2 separate regions of the Mus musculus genome follow, and region 1 is linked to region 2. A link is a contact called in public Hi-C data. All regions are on one chromosome and are shown on one strand. The core of a region is the stretch at or near the end of the contact, and the rest is flanking DNA. Distances in the headings are between cores, read along the strand shown. Region 1 overlaps Akap6 (A kinase (PRKA) anchor protein 6). Region 2 overlaps Akap6 (A kinase (PRKA) anchor protein 6).

Region 1 (2,700 bases), core at 92-2,591, 69 kb before region 2:
TCACGTTCAAGACAGTAAAATCATCTCCTGACTGTACCCTTCAAAATGGGGGTGGGGTGGTGGGAGGGGGACCCTAAAGGAGACCCCGACTAGACAGTAAGAAGTCGGGGTATTGGGTTCCACCACCTGCTAGGAATGAGCCCCACTAGTTCATTTCATGTCTCTGGAGTCTTGTGTTGTGTATAGAAAGAACAGAATAGTTGGATGGTCTGTCATCTCATTCTCTCCATTCTAACACCAAAACCAAAGTCACCTCACTTCTCTCAGTGTCCTTGGAGAGTTCTGCCTTCCTATTAGCAAATGCCTATGCCTACAATCACAATGATTCTGGAGCCACAGGCTCTACCCCATAAGGAAATCTCCTGGGCCGCAATCTTACCCCGATCTCCACAACTATTCTTTCTTTTGTGTTAAACTAGATAACAACATATTCGTGGTTCCCACCCCTGTCCTTACAACTATCATACAAATTAATATAAATACCATACATGGCCTTGATGTTTTATTTTTAAAGTATTAGTATGTTTATATTACTTGTATCTCGTGATTACCCAGTAAGGGACAGGGTAAGTATTCTAATGGCTCTAGTTTAAATGGCAAAGTTCAGTGACTCACAGCAGGCCAAAGGAATTACAGTCATTTGATACAGTTGCTAAAGGGTAGCTTGGAAATATGAACCAAAATTGGACAATGTAGACCAATTCCAATTTTCAACATTTAGATAAGTATACGAAGGCAAATATGCAAAAAAAAGAGTCAAATTGTTTTCAAAACAGGGAAAATAGAAGCAATCTATATATTTATCCGTAGATAAGTGAATTAAGGACCATCCAAGCAGTAGAACACAATGGAGCACTTATAGTAAGAGCAAAGGACCCTGTATGATACAGTAGAACTATGGAGAGAAGGTAAGTTAGCCTGCTCTACAGTGTGGCTCCTCCCCTGGGCAGAAGCCGTTCTCTGGGCTTTCCAGTCCAGTCCGACACGCTCTACCCTTACTGTGTTTGAGCATGTAACTGAGTTTTTGTTAGTTTAAGTTCATTTTAATTAATTTAAATTTAAATAATCGCATGTGACCAGACGCTACCCTACTGGACAGGATGGTGAGATAGACATAGATATTTCACGTGTTACTTTATAAACAGAAAAGTATGTAAAAATCAACACAAACACCACGAACAACAAAAAGCAATCGGGACCACATCTAGAGGACAGCCAGGAGATACAGAAGAGATTTAGTCAACAGAAACTTCTCCAGAGACGCTGCTGTGCGGGGAGCAGGGTGTGGTGTATGCATGTGGTTTCCATACCGTGCATGACTGTGCTCCTTGGAAAGTTTCCTAGATACCAGTCCACACGCCCACAAATAAACAAGAGCATGCCAAGAAAGCAGCGTCCTCTGTTGCAGCTCCCCAGGAGATGAAGAAGAGAGGAGGATCATGGGAGGGAGCAGAAAGTAGAAGCTGGAACCCTGACAGCAGGGTCCTTTTTCCTGAGAGGGTAATAAATTATTCAGCTCCCAGAATGGATTTGTGGGAAGTAGGAAGCTTGTGTTTTCTACTTACCAGCTTTGAGTATATCAAAATGGAGAACTCAACAACACACCGTATTTTCTCATGTAGCAGCCAGCCTAAAAGAGAGTCTTGAGAATCGTGCAAACCAGCTAACAGTTAACGTAATTTTTGACCTACACAAAGCATGGGGTGGGGGCTGGGTTGTCTGTTGCAGTGTTTCCCAAGTCTGATCTGTTTGCAGATAGGAAGCCTTTCTCCGTCAAATGAGGTTTTCATTGCCAGATTGTTAGACAGCTGAGAAAAAAGATAATAATCAAGCTCTCTCTTTTTTTTCATTTGTGGTTTTCTCAGCTTGGGTTATTAGAAATGAAACATAGTAATACTTCATTAGAGATTCCGGAATCAGAGAAGCTTCCTGGTGCTGGGCACATCGCTCAGTTAATTCAGCGCTTGTCTGGCATGAACAAGGCTCCAAATTCAAACCTCAGTATCTAGGGAAAAAGTAAGAAAGGGGGCAGGATGGTATAGAGGGGTGAGGGAAGGAAGGAAAAGAAAGAGGCAAGAGGAAAAGGAAGGGAAAAATAAGCTGGAGAGATGGCTCAGTCAGTATAACATTTGCCTTGGAAGCGGGAGGTCTTGAGTTCGATCCCCAGAGCCTACAGAAAATCACGGGTGTGGCGGGTGTGGCAGTACATGCTAGTGATCCCAGAATTGAGGAGGCTGTACTGACTGAAGCCAATGGAAAGACCTGTCTGAAGGTGTGCAGCAACTGAGTAAGGACACCTGAGATTAGCCTCCCACAAGCCCATGCAGGCGTGTGCACACACGCATGCCTTCACACCCTCCCCAAACACATCACAAGGAGCTTTATCAGCCCAGTTGACTACATTGGTCCAAGTTTATCATTCCATTTTGAGTGTGTGTGTGTGTGTGTGTGTGTGTGTGTGTGTGTGTGTATGCTCATGTGCATGCGAAGTTACATGAGCACAACCAGGGACGGATATCTGGTGCTCTGCTCTGTGATGTTCTGCCTTATTCCCTCGAGGCGGGGTCTCCCAATGGACCTGGAGCTAGGCTGGGCCAGCAAGCCCTAATGACACCCGACAGCCATATAGACTCTGAGGTGACAGGTGTTCATGTGTGAGCATAGTTAGCTTTTTACACGGTTCTGGCAATCTGAACTTAG
Region 2 (2,700 bases), core at 189-2,688:
GCCTGTCAGTCAAAACAGAGGAGTGCCACACCATGCTCCTTTGCAACTGTCTTGGTTCATTTCTCTGTTGCTGTGGATAAAACGTGAACCAAAACCAACTTGGAGAGGACAGTGCTTAATTTTGCTGGAAGACTACAGTCAATAGAGGGAAGCTAGGGCATGAACCTGGAGTAAGGAACTGGAGCAAAGACAGTGGTAGAACCTGGTTTGCCCCATTGCTCCATGACTTGCTCAGTTTGATTTCACACACAACCCAGGACCACCTGCCCAGCAGCGGCACCAATCCCAACCAATAACTAATCAAGAAAATGCCCCACAGACAGGCTAATCTAATAAAGGCAACTCTTCAGTTGAGGTTCCCTCTTCCCAAGTGACTCTGGTTTATGTCAAGTTGACAAAACTATTCATCAGAGCAACCGAACTCCTCCTCTTGAAACCCATGAAAGAGAACCCCAAATATCTGGAGCCTTTGAGCATCCTCACTCCCCATGCTGCCTGCCCACCCACTCACCCACCATGTGGCCTAATGTCACTCTTGACCATGTATTTCTTGCCTCTAATTTCCTTGGGCTCTTGATATTTTTCCTTGCTACCTTTAAATCTATGTGAACCCTTATTTTAATTCTTTGAACAAGTGGCCAAGAATCTGGAAATGTTTACCCCAGCCCTGGTCACTGCTAACAACATGGACCGTAAACATGGATGTTTCTTGTGTTTCAATTAAGTTAAGTCATTTTTTAGGATTTGCAAATTTTAAGCAAAAAAAAATGATCATCTTCATGAAGTAGACCTGCCATTCTGATCAATGTGGTTAAAAGGAAGAGGAGAAGGTCTCTCTCTTTTTAAGACCTTTGGTTGAATTCTGGCTTCACAGCTTGAGTCAGAATTGGTGTGCAAATAACTGTGGTTCCTCTTTCTCTTTAATCTTCCAGAGTTAGAGGTTCTTCCTTTAATATTATTAGGGAAGCCATACCTCTCCCTTTCAATAAGTGTTTTCAATCTAAATAATGGCTGCTGCTATTGTTACACACAGAGAAAAATGCTTTCTTAGGCCCAAGTTTCTTTGCGGGGTGTGGTGAAGACCTCCGGAGTGTCTTGATACAAGTGAGCTCAAAGCAAGACCAGAGCAGCACTTGTGGGGACCGATGGCTACAACTACTGCCATGTCAAATCCACTGCCTGTTGTCCCTGGTGCCAATCAGATCAAGGGCTAGGATACTCATAAAACTCCCACTAATTTTATAGGTCATCATTACCATCAATGAGATCAATTTTTACAATTGCAGGTTTCACCGTAAGCTTCCCCCACATGTCTTCCTCCATCCTAACTTGCTCATCCGAATCCCTCCCCATTCCCACACATGCAAGCTGGGTGTCTGCAGAGCTTAGGCTCCGGGCACTTTGTCGGTGGCGGCAGTCACTCTCCCTGAGATCAGAGCCAGCAACAATAAGTGTTCTTTGTTCTCCTTGCTTCGGGAAGCTCGCTGAGAGGCAGGGCTGCCCTACCACAGAACATGCCGAACCAGTTCCGATGAACCAGTTCATCAGAGACACTGTAATAGCACAAGGAATGCGGCCCGAGGCCAGGAAACCCAAATTCTTTACCACATATTTTTCAACGTAAATGAATCATTTCACACCCTTAAAACTCAGTGGAAGTCCAATGTCACATTGATTACCAAAACCTTCTGATGTTGACCCCTGAGCAGCTAATATAGGCTACCCCTTGCTCCTCCCCTCCTGTAGTTAAACTGTAGTAGCAAACCATGAACAAGAAACTCATGACTTCTAGATTTCACTCTCTACTCTCCCATAAAAATATACAGAGAGATTTTTTTTTTAATTCCCAATCCTTTGCAAACAAGGACAACACAAAACCCAGAGCCTTACCCTGGAGAATTCACCTATCCCTCTGGTAAATTAGCCTGGTAGAGAAATCAGGCCCTTTCCCTGCTATTCTACCAGGAAAAGAGCACAGTCTTGGGCCTATAACCTGCTTTCTTAAATTAGTGGATTTTGTTCCTTCCTGCCACTGCCCCAAACCTAAGTTTTCAGTTAGGAGGTATTAAACACTGGACAGTTCTCTGAATTCTAGCACTGAGCACATTGCTAGAGGCTGTTTTCTAATCAGGAATCACCAGCCCATTTCTGGTGACAGGCCAAAAAAAAAAAAAAAAGAGAGAAGAAGAAGAAGAAAAGGGAGGAGGAGGAGGAGGAGGAGGAGGAGGAGGAGGAGGAGAAGAAGAAGAAGAAGAAGAAGAAGAAGAAGAAGAAGAAGAAGAAGAAGAAGAAGAAGAAGAAGAAGAAGAAGAAGAAGAAGAAGAAGAAGAAGAAGAAAAGAGCAGCTTGTTTGGTGGAGAATGTGTGGAATGACAATCCACTGGGGAGTGAGAAACCGCAGGTCACCCAAGGCAGCAGGGATGCTAACACTCTCATGCTGGACGTCATTCTCAAAACACAGTAGGAACATACCATGTTAGAGGCTAATACCTAGTCTCTCAATAATATCCTTTTCCCATTGTGTTGGGGCAGACAATGACTCCTCCTTGGGTTAGGTCATACGAAAAGGTTAGCTTGTATTGGAGCCATGTTTGAACTAGAATCATATTCCGTCCTTGAAGACGCTCTGACAATGTGAGGCCTAAGGGAGTCAGTCAGAAAAGGCAAAGCTTGCATACCTCCCATCCCCAGGAGCGCCGG

The links. Hi-C and Micro-C count contacts between places; a contact is called where the count stands out from the background.
Region 1: a contact with region 2 is called in a Hi-C map of epidermal suprabasal cells, with 2.3 times the contacts expected there. The contact joins two enhancer-like sites. A contact is called at or near these places in 1 of 39 promoter capture datasets (the 3T3-L1 cell line), 4 of 484 Hi-C or Micro-C datasets (the 3T3-L1 cell line, bone marrow-derived macrophages, epidermal suprabasal cells and 1 more) and 1 of 115 datasets of contacts at active chromatin or transcription factors (the SCID.adh cell line).

Annotation. Positions count from the first base shown.
Region 1 is chr12:52,817,457-52,820,156 of GRCm38.p6, reverse strand. All of the region lies in intron 2 of Akap6 (A kinase (PRKA) anchor protein 6), which reads right to left. Gm51971 (a long non-coding RNA gene) reads right to left here. Exons shown (of 2, transcript XR_003950181.1): 1 at 1,566-2,700. Among named protein-coding and RNA genes, the nearest start is that of Gm51971, 20 kb to the right of the region's middle. Within about 2 kb of position 1,341, at least 106 of the 459 cell types and tissues checked have an H3K27ac peak or open chromatin away from gene starts, as enhancers often do. A contact at or near this core is called in epidermal suprabasal cells, where this site is marked.
Region 2 is chr12:52,748,994-52,751,693 of GRCm38.p6, reverse strand. All of the region lies in intron 1 of Akap6 (A kinase (PRKA) anchor protein 6), which reads right to left. Among named protein-coding and RNA genes, the nearest start is that of Gm51971, 48 kb to the left of the region's middle. Within about 2 kb of position 1,438, at least 33 of the 459 cell types and tissues checked have an H3K27ac peak or open chromatin away from gene starts, as enhancers often do. A contact at or near this core is called in epidermal suprabasal cells, where this site is marked.